Linked DNA regions of Mus musculus: regions 2 and 3 are each linked to region 1. Evidence: chromatin contacts called from public HiChIP or PLAC-seq and promoter capture Hi-C data. All regions are on one chromosome and are shown on one strand. The core of a region is the stretch at or near the end of the contact, and the rest is flanking DNA. Distances in the headings are between cores, read along the strand shown.

What was found. Promoter capture Hi-C pulls out the DNA fragments that hold promoters and counts their contacts. HiChIP or PLAC-seq counts read pairs in DNA pulled down with a chosen protein or histone mark.
Region 2: an H3K27ac HiChIP or PLAC-seq map of microglia shows a contact between it and region 1, with 4 times the contacts expected there. The contact joins the enhancer-like site here to the promoter of Fcrl1 in region 1. A contact is called at or near these places in 3 of 39 promoter capture datasets (hematopoietic stem and progenitor cells, macrophages and maxillary cranial neural crest), 1 of 484 Hi-C or Micro-C datasets (nephron progenitors), 3 of 115 datasets of contacts at active chromatin or transcription factors (double positive thymocytes, embryonic stem cells and microglia) and 1 of 9 other capture datasets (liver).
Region 3: a promoter capture Hi-C map of pre-B cells shows a contact between it and region 1, with 4 times the contacts expected there. The contact joins the enhancer-like site here to the promoter of Fcrl1 in region 1. A contact is called at or near these places in 23 of 39 promoter capture datasets (the 3T3-L1 cell line, 3T3-L1-derived adipocytes, the C10 cell line and 14 more), 3 of 15 datasets of contacts at CTCF or cohesin (CD8 T cells, large pre-B cells and pro-B cells), 6 of 484 Hi-C or Micro-C datasets (B cells, CD4 T cells, LSK cells and 2 more), 6 of 115 datasets of contacts at active chromatin or transcription factors (the 230-238 cell line, bone marrow-derived macrophages, embryonic stem cells and 1 more) and 5 of 9 other capture datasets (adipose tissue, bone marrow-derived macrophages, embryonic stem cells and 2 more).

The regions. Positions count from the first base shown.
Region 1 is chr3:87,374,949-87,377,648 of GRCm38.p6, forward strand. Fcrl1 (Fc receptor-like 1) reads left to right here and starts at 1,439. Exons shown (of 10, transcript NM_178165.4): 1 at 1,439-1,577. The coding sequence starts at 1,547. Gm31940 (a long non-coding RNA gene) reads right to left here and starts at 2,655. Exons shown (of 3, transcript XR_867410.3): 1 at 2,139-2,655; 2 at 1,112-1,196.
Region 2 is chr3:87,293,947-87,296,646 of GRCm38.p6, forward strand. It overlaps Gm31879 (a long non-coding RNA gene), which reads left to right. Exons shown (of 3, transcript XR_375779.2): 2 at 1,299-1,391. Among named protein-coding and RNA genes, the nearest start is that of Gm31879, 5.0 kb to the left of the region's middle. Within about 2 kb of position 1,430, at least 11 of the 459 cell types and tissues checked have an H3K27ac peak or open chromatin away from gene starts, as enhancers often do. A contact at or near this core is called in microglia, where this site is marked.
Region 3 is chr3:87,499,096-87,501,795 of GRCm38.p6, forward strand. All of the region lies in intron 1 of Gm40085 (predicted gene, 40085), which reads right to left. It also overlaps a transcript of Fcrl5 not described here. Among named protein-coding and RNA genes, the nearest start is that of Gm40085, 12 kb to the right of the region's middle. Within about 2 kb of position 1,361, at least 61 of the 459 cell types and tissues checked have an H3K27ac peak or open chromatin away from gene starts, as enhancers often do. A contact at or near this core is called in the 230-238 cell line, B cells, CD8 T cells and 7 more, where this site is marked.

The DNA of each region.
Region 1 (2,700 bases), core at 189-2,688:
TAGGCGGGTTATAGCAGAGATGGGAAGCCTGATAGAATTGTTAGCTATTTTGTTGGTGAAACATTCTATTTGTACATTCCCAAAGGATTTACATGATGGTGACAAAAGGGGTTGGTTCATGTACAAAAGCAATCAGTAGGTTGTTATTAAGAGGGATAAAGATGCCCAAGATAATTTGCCCCTGGATTTGGAACATTCCAACCTCTCCACATCACTGAAGGTCTAGTCAGTCAATCAGCATTTGAGGCACGGTTTCTTTCCAGCAATTCTCATTCACAAGGTGAAGATTGTGATCCCAGGGTGTATGCCGACCCTAGAGTGCAGACAGCAACACCAGTGTGCAGTCTGCAATCCCTGGGTACAAACTCTGACCTCAAGGTGCAGATGGAAACCCCAGAGTGCAGACTGTGACCCCAGGGTGCAGACAGCAACCTCAGAGTGCAGACCGTGATCCCAAGGTGTATGTTGTGGCCCCATGTTTAATAACACACACACACTCACTCACTCAATGTTGAGATGATGCAAATAATGTAGAACAATTACTATGATTGCATTTGTATCAGTTTACCTTTGTCAAAAATCATCTTAATATTAGATGATAAAAGATTCAAGAAATGGGAAAAATAAAATAGTTTATTCCCCTGTAATCCATAATGAGACTCACATACAAGCTTCAGGTGACAGAGAAAGGGTGATATAGATGCTAAAGGAAGCAACAGCAGGAATTGCCTACCCTTGACTGGGGTAAGGGAAGAAGGGTGTCACACAAATACAAGAGTTAGTGATGACGGTGAGCCTTTTCCAGTACACAGAGGCTAATTGGTGCATATCCAAGTCTTCCATTTTATTCCAAACTCTTCCACTCTATGACTTCCTATGACTTTTTAAAAAGTGGCTCATGTCATTTATTGGAACATTGAAATTTTAAACATGGGGAAATATCTATATGAATGGCTGGACCCTATATAAATCAGAATATACAATAGCAGCAGACACGGAACATAACCTGCGAATACTCCCTTCCATTCCTGAGTCAGACACAGAGAGACCACAATAGGAGCTTGTGAGAAAGACAGTGCATTTGATCAGATAGTTAAATAGATATCCTTACCAAAGATGGCAGTGTGTGGTGTGAAATCTGGCAGGACTCAAGCTCAGTGAGACTCTTTAAAGCCTGGATCATCTACTGGAAACCCCTGAGATACATGAATATTCATATTTTAATAATAAAGTATTAATCAAAGTTATAAAATGAAAGCCCGCATCTCCTGATACCCAAAAGCTCCAAGTCATGAAATTGAGTCATGCCATAGGAAGGAGTGTCTTCCATTCTGGGGCCTTCCTGGAGGAAGAACTGAACACTGGACAAGGTTGCTTTGTTGTATTTCTGTAAACTCGTGCTGAAGGTTAACTTCCGACCACGACTTCCTCAAACCTCAGAGAAGCTGAGGGCAGTTATCTGTGACACCTCTGTGAGTAGTCTGGTTTTGCTTTTTTTTCTTTTGGTGAGAGGCACCTTCAAGTTACCATCCCCAGCCTGGTCCTCATGCTACCTTGGCTCCTGCTACTGATCTGTGGTAAGTTAGACAACTTGGAGTGGGGTCTGGGAACGGGGATCTTAAAAAGGATAGAGAATTCGACGACTAAGTTTCTGCCTGGTGATGCTCGTGGATTCATGTAGTCTGTCTCTCTGTCTCTGTCTCGTCTCTCTTTGTGTGTGTGTCTCTGTCTTTCTGTGTGTCTCTGTCTCTCTGTCTCTGTCTCTGTCTCTCTCTCTCTCTCACACACACACACACACTCACAAAATATAGGCAACAACTTGGTCCCTCAGTTCCTTTTTCTTCTATCAACACCACTTCCTTTTATTCACATGAGAACCTTAGTGTATCACCAGCCCTCCTCATTCCCCTGTGGCCACACTCTGGTTTCTCTGGTGTCACACACCAGAATGGCAAGATTATTCCTCCATTATTAATCATTACACTTGGAAGGCTTACTCATCACTGACACGGCACAGACTCTGCAGCTCATCACCACAACATGCCGGCGGATGCTCTTTCAACTCTCTCTCCCTCCTGCACTGCCAGATGATACACTTTAACTGTGTCCAAACAATGGGACTTTAAACAAAGGCTCACCTGGCACCTTATCATCACGTGACGTGGAAACCGAATCGCAGATGTTCTTCGCATCTGTTTTCCCACTCATGCGTGGGAGCCATTGTTTCAGGTCTTCTCGTTTCTCCTCAAACTTAATCCTTTTGGGCCCCATTTTATAACTTTGATTAATAATTTATTTTAGAAGTAATAATGGCAAAAAGAAAATTCTCCATTTTTCTACTCCCATGACTACCAACTACCTGTCTGCCTTCTTCTTGCTCTGTAAATACACCTTGTCATTCATTAACCTTCTCCTCCACTCAAATGTGTCTCCATTCCAACCTGTTCCCATACATGCACAGGCATGCTGGGAGAGCTTCCCTCCTCGTTCCCGCACTGTTTCTCTTTCTCCCTTCACTCTGTGCTGGCTTGGTTCACTCTGTGCTCTGTTCACTCTGCACTGGGACAGGGTTCACTCTGCGCTAGCTTGGCAACTTCACTTTGTCTCACTTCCCTGATTCTTTCTTTAAAACAAAACAAAACAAAACAAAACAAAACAAAACAAAACAAAACAAAACAAAACAAAACAAAACAAAACAAA
Region 2 (2,700 bases), core at 180-2,679, 81 kb before region 1:
AGTGATTGGAGGAGTGTTCCTCTTTCTCCACATCCTTGCCAGCATCTGCTGTCACCTGGGGTTTTGCTGTTACTGGTGTGAGGTGGAATCCCAGGGTTGCGTTGATTTTCATTTCCTTGTTGATTAAGGATGTTGAACATTCTTTTTTTAGGTGCTTCTCAGCCACCCGGTATTCCTCAGTTGAAATTTATTTGTTTAGCTCTGTACCCCATTTTTTAAAATAGGGTTATTTGGTTTTCTGGAGTCTAACTTCTTGAGTTCTTTATATATATTGGATATTAGCCCCCTATTGAATTTAGGATTGGTAAAGATCTTTTCCCAATCTGTTGGTTGCCTTTTTATCTTATTGACAGTGTTCTTTGCCTTACATAAGCTTTGCAATTTTATGAGGTCCCAATTGTCGATTCTTGATCTTACAGCACAAGCCATTGGTGTTCTGTTCAGGAATTTTTCCCCTGTGCCCACATTTTCGAGGCTTTTCTCCACTTGTCTTCTCTATAAGTTTCAGTGTCTCTGGGTTTATGTGGAGTTCCTTGATCTACTTAGACTTGAGCTTTGTACAAGGAGATACTAAACCACCAATCAAAGAAAACACATGTTTCTTTGGGGACATGTGACTCTAGCCACATGGGACTCCTGGCTCTAGCTGCATATGTAGCAGAGAATGGCCTAGTAGGTCATCAATGGAAGGAGAGGCCCTTGGTCCTGTGAAGATTCTATGCCCCAGTATAGAGGAATGCCTGGGCCAGGAAGTAGGAGTGGGTGGGCTGGGGAGCAGGGGGAGGGGTGAGAGGATAGGGGATTTTTGGAAGGAAAAATAGGAAAGGGGATAACATTTGAAATGTAAATAAAGAAAATATCTAATTAAAATAAATTTAAAAAAAAAGATGTGACCTTGTTGGAGGGTTTGTCATCAGGATGAGGCTTTGAAGTTTCAGTAAGGTCATATTATTCCCAGTTAGCTCTCTCTGCCTCGTGCTTGTTGATCCAGATGTAAGCTCTCATCTACAGCTCCAGCATCATGCCTGCCTGCCTCTGGCATGCTACCTGCCATGATGGCCATGGACTCTAACACCCCAAAGCTGTAAGGCTTTCTCTTATAAGTTGTCTTGGTCATAGTGTTTTGTCCCAGCAGTAGAAAGTAACTGAGGAAGAGGTGCTTCTGTGCCCAGAAAGATGAGACCACCATAGGAAAGAATTACCCAGCAAAGACAGAGTCACATGTACAGAGTGCCCAGTCTAAATTCACAGATGTCAGAGGATTCTGCTGAAATCATTTCCTTTTCTGTCTCCCACAGGAAGCAAACGTCTGGAAACAGGACCTGTTTAAAACATTGTTTCTGAACAAAGCTGGTGAGGCTTCTCAGAAGGGGAGAAAGCCAGTTCTAATCGTGAGAGATTTCCATCCATTCTACTTACTTCCTCCTTACTGGAAAAGAAATCGGTCATGATGAACTTAGAGAAGCAGTGACTCATTTCCTTTTAGACTGTCTTCCATATATATGTATGCATATATATATATACATACATATGTATGTATAATGTATATATATATGTGTATATGTATATATGTGTATATGTGTATATATGTATATATGTATATTTATCTAGAACAGGACTGAGTCCCTGGGTGGATAAGATTTCTAAGGATGAGCTTCCTCAAAAAATACCCAGGTATTTATCATTGCTTTCTCTTTGAGAAAATACTGTGTGAATGTTGGGTCCCACATTCAGTCTCTGTGTTTATAAACTCATAATTTAAAAGTGTTAAGTCACCTGTATGTTTGAAATTTAACCTCAAATTGAATTGTTCAAAATTTACTATGCAAAGTTATTAGCAAAAGAATGCTCGGCTGGGCAGTGATGGCACATGCCTTTAATCTCAGCACTTGGGAGGCAGAGGCAGGTGGATTTCTGAGTTTGAGGCCAGCCTGGTCTACAGAGTGAGTTCCAGGACAGCCAGGGCTACACAGAGAAACCCTGTCTCGAAAAAAAAATGTTCATTTTTGAAGAATTAATTGTGTTGAAAATATTGAAATTATTAATGTTAAGGAAATGGTTAGATTACTATATATTCACAAAATGAGATGTCATATTATAGTTACATATAAAGTAAATTTAAATATATAGTATTTGTATTACTTAATTTTGTGATGGGACCTGGGCATCTGGAATTAGTTCGTTGGTATTGCTTCTCGGTGTGGATTTTTGCTCTAACCCTTGACAACTTCTGGATCCTTGCTTGCTCTGACCCAACTTGTTAAGTTGAGGATCAGCAGAGTTATACTTAGTATTCAGTCATAGGGCCACTCTGTGTTGGTTTGTGAATGGAGTGTCAGAGGTGGTCTCAGCTCAGGTAGACATAGGTGCAACTCTTGAGTCATAGAGTTAAGCCTCTCTCTGTGAACCTTCAGAATTTTGTAGTTGGCCCACTGTGTTCTGCTAGTGGCCCTTGGGTAGCAGAGACAGCTTTGGGTTGCACTCCATGCAGTGCTGGTGCTATGAGAGGAGAGGATGGGGTAACTGGTAGGCAAGGGGCAGAGAAAACAGGTCTGAGTGACCCACGTGGCATTTTAATTGGTCTTCACCTGGTGCCGGAACCAGAAGAGGTGTCTGATAGGCAGGCAGGTGGGGGGATGGGTGTGGGCAACTTACTTAGAATTCTAGTTGGGCCTCATGAGGTGCTTTGCCAGGCGGTGG
Region 3 (2,700 bases), core at 111-2,610, 120 kb after region 1:
GAGTGTAATCTAAAGCCACTCGGGATCCAGACAAAGTAATCCATTTCCCACTCCTACTACTAAACTGTATAATCCTAAACAGATCTGTGACCACCAATGATTCTGGCAAATGAAGGCTTCCCTGAAGATCTGCTGGGCAGATGAAGTAAACGGGTTGTAAAAGCTGCTTCCACTTCCAGGAACAGATGTGCTGAGCCACAGGCATGCAATATTGCCACCTTGTGGCTTCTCACAGAATTGCCCAAAAGGCAAACATTCCTTGGAGGTCCAAAAGGAACCTTACTAGGGGTGTGGGGAGTGCAGTCTAGAGTTGTGATGAGATTCAGAGCTATGATTATAAGAAGCCAGTCGGTATCACAGGAAGAGACTGGCCTCTACCAACCACCATAAAACTGATTTGGGGAGTTGTTGTTTTGTTTGGACAATTATCAGCTCTTTGGCCCCCAAAGACAAAATTATCTAAATATACATTTTACAGTTGAAAGGAGAAGATAACAGTTCCTACAGTTTGTTCAAACACTCGTGATTATCGGCTGCCCTTCATATTGTTCTTGCCCCTCTTTCCTATTCCAGATTCCCAAGAATAGAATGTGCCTGACTCCCACAGTACCCTGTAGATCTGGCCAATCATCTCAGTTTTCAGTGGAGCCATGGAATATGCTCCCAATACCCTCCATCTCTTAGAAGAACAATCTCAGGTTCCAATCTCGTCCCCGGTGCTTCAGATCCAAACCTCCAAAATTTCACATTATTTAGTAACAGATTTGGTGGCACGCTCCTGACAAACTCAAGTCAAGAACCCCCGAGGAGAATGGCAGACTAGAAGACGTTTCTACGCCACCCTTTAAATGAGAAGAGCCACAATAAGAAAAATAGACACTTCTGAAGAGAAAGAAAGAAGAAACGTTTTAAAATGCACCAAAATAGTGTTAAAATACCTGGAAAGTGGGGAGGAAAGACAGGTAACGCATGAGAAACAGCCAACGTAAACACAGACCAGCAGCATGGCTGTGGTGTGGACAGGGTGAACAGACTTCTCATAAGCTAAAGGAAGCTGCCCTGGTGAGAGAAAACTGGCCGTCCTGCCCTCAGAGCAAGTCCTCAGCCCTCACAAGCCTGAAAACCAGTGGCAGCTTTTGTGAGACAACCATTCCTCCGGCACTGAGAGAGGAAGCACACCCAGCAGCTGCGTGCGCCTCAGAGCGGAAGTGACCCGGTTTGAATGAGAAGGTCTCCCACAGGCATGTGGATTTGAACTCTTGGACCCCAGATGCTAGCACATTTGGAGAGGTTATAGAACCGCTAAGGTATGGAACCTTGCTGGAGAAAGCGCGCCCCTAGAGATAGGCTTCGTTAAGAGTGTAGCCTGCTTCTAGTTTACCCTCAGCTTTCTGTTTGAGGTTGAGGATTCAATCATCCCCGCTTCCTGTTCTGGCCCCTCAGCCTGCCGTGGACTCTGCCTTTGGAACCAGAAGCCAGAATCGGCATGTTGTTCCTAAGTGGCTGCTGACTGGCCATGCCATTTTCCTCACAGCAACAGAAAAATGTCTGATCCAGACGTTGGTACAAAAGAGTGGGTACGGACAAAATAAAAAAAAAACAAGTGAAGAACTTGACCATGTCCTTTAGAGCAGTGTGGAAGGCTTGGGAGGACTGGACTAGAAAAGTGGTAAGATGCTCTAAAAAGAACGTAACGGCCGCTCTAGCTGGAGCTTGGAAGACAACAGTGCTGATCGTGCAGATGGTAGAGGCATGCTCACAAGAGGCGAGCAACATTAGCAATCGTGCCAGAGACAGTTTCTATATGCTGGCAAAAAGTCTGACTGTTTTCTGCCCGCACCCCTGAGAATGCACAGAAGGCTGAATTTCAAGTCATGAACCAAGTTTTGGCAGAGAAAGTCTCAAGCAACATAAGGTCGAATCCGTGAAATGGGCATTATTAATAACTCTTAGGCAGGTCTACAGTGAAAAAGAGCAAGCAGGATCATCATGTACAAAATGTGTAGTTATGAGGAGAAAAACTCTAGCAAGCTTAATGTGGCTCCCAAGGTATGATCTAGAAATGAAGCTGTACTGTTAAAGGGCTCCGCGCTGTGCCGTGCAGGAGAGGCATCCTGCCCTGTACTGAAGCAGAAGGAAGTGTGCCCACACAGAGAGGCCCCACCCAGCTAAACTTCAGATTTGTCAAGGACAAAGCCTAAGGGCTGCTTTGTCCTGGAAAGCAACATTGCTTCAACATAGGATGACTGCTTAGCATGTGGTTTAAAGGTGGGAGGCTCCCTCCCAAGCTGGCAGCCAAACTTAGCATCTATCTGATACTGGCAATAAAGGCAGGGGAGACACGGGACATGGAGCTGCAGAAAAGCACAGGATTAGGGGTGGAGGCCGTCCTATCAAGACCACGGTGCTGTAGTTGGCCGCTTCTCATTCTCTCACTTCACGCTCCCCCTCCCTCCGAAGCTCATCTCTAGACAGCCACTCCCTTTACACAGACAGCCTCTGGTAACTCTCCTAATTGCTCTCCCACTTCCAGACCTGATCACAGACCCCCGCCAACTCAGGCTTCCTCTCCTAACTGAGCTCATTTTGAAGGGTAATTTTGTATCAGCTCCTTTCCTAGATCAACCTACCTCCCCCAGTCATCCCTGATTCATAAAAGATGAGGGGTAACCCTGGGAACGGAAGACCTCTTTCTCACAC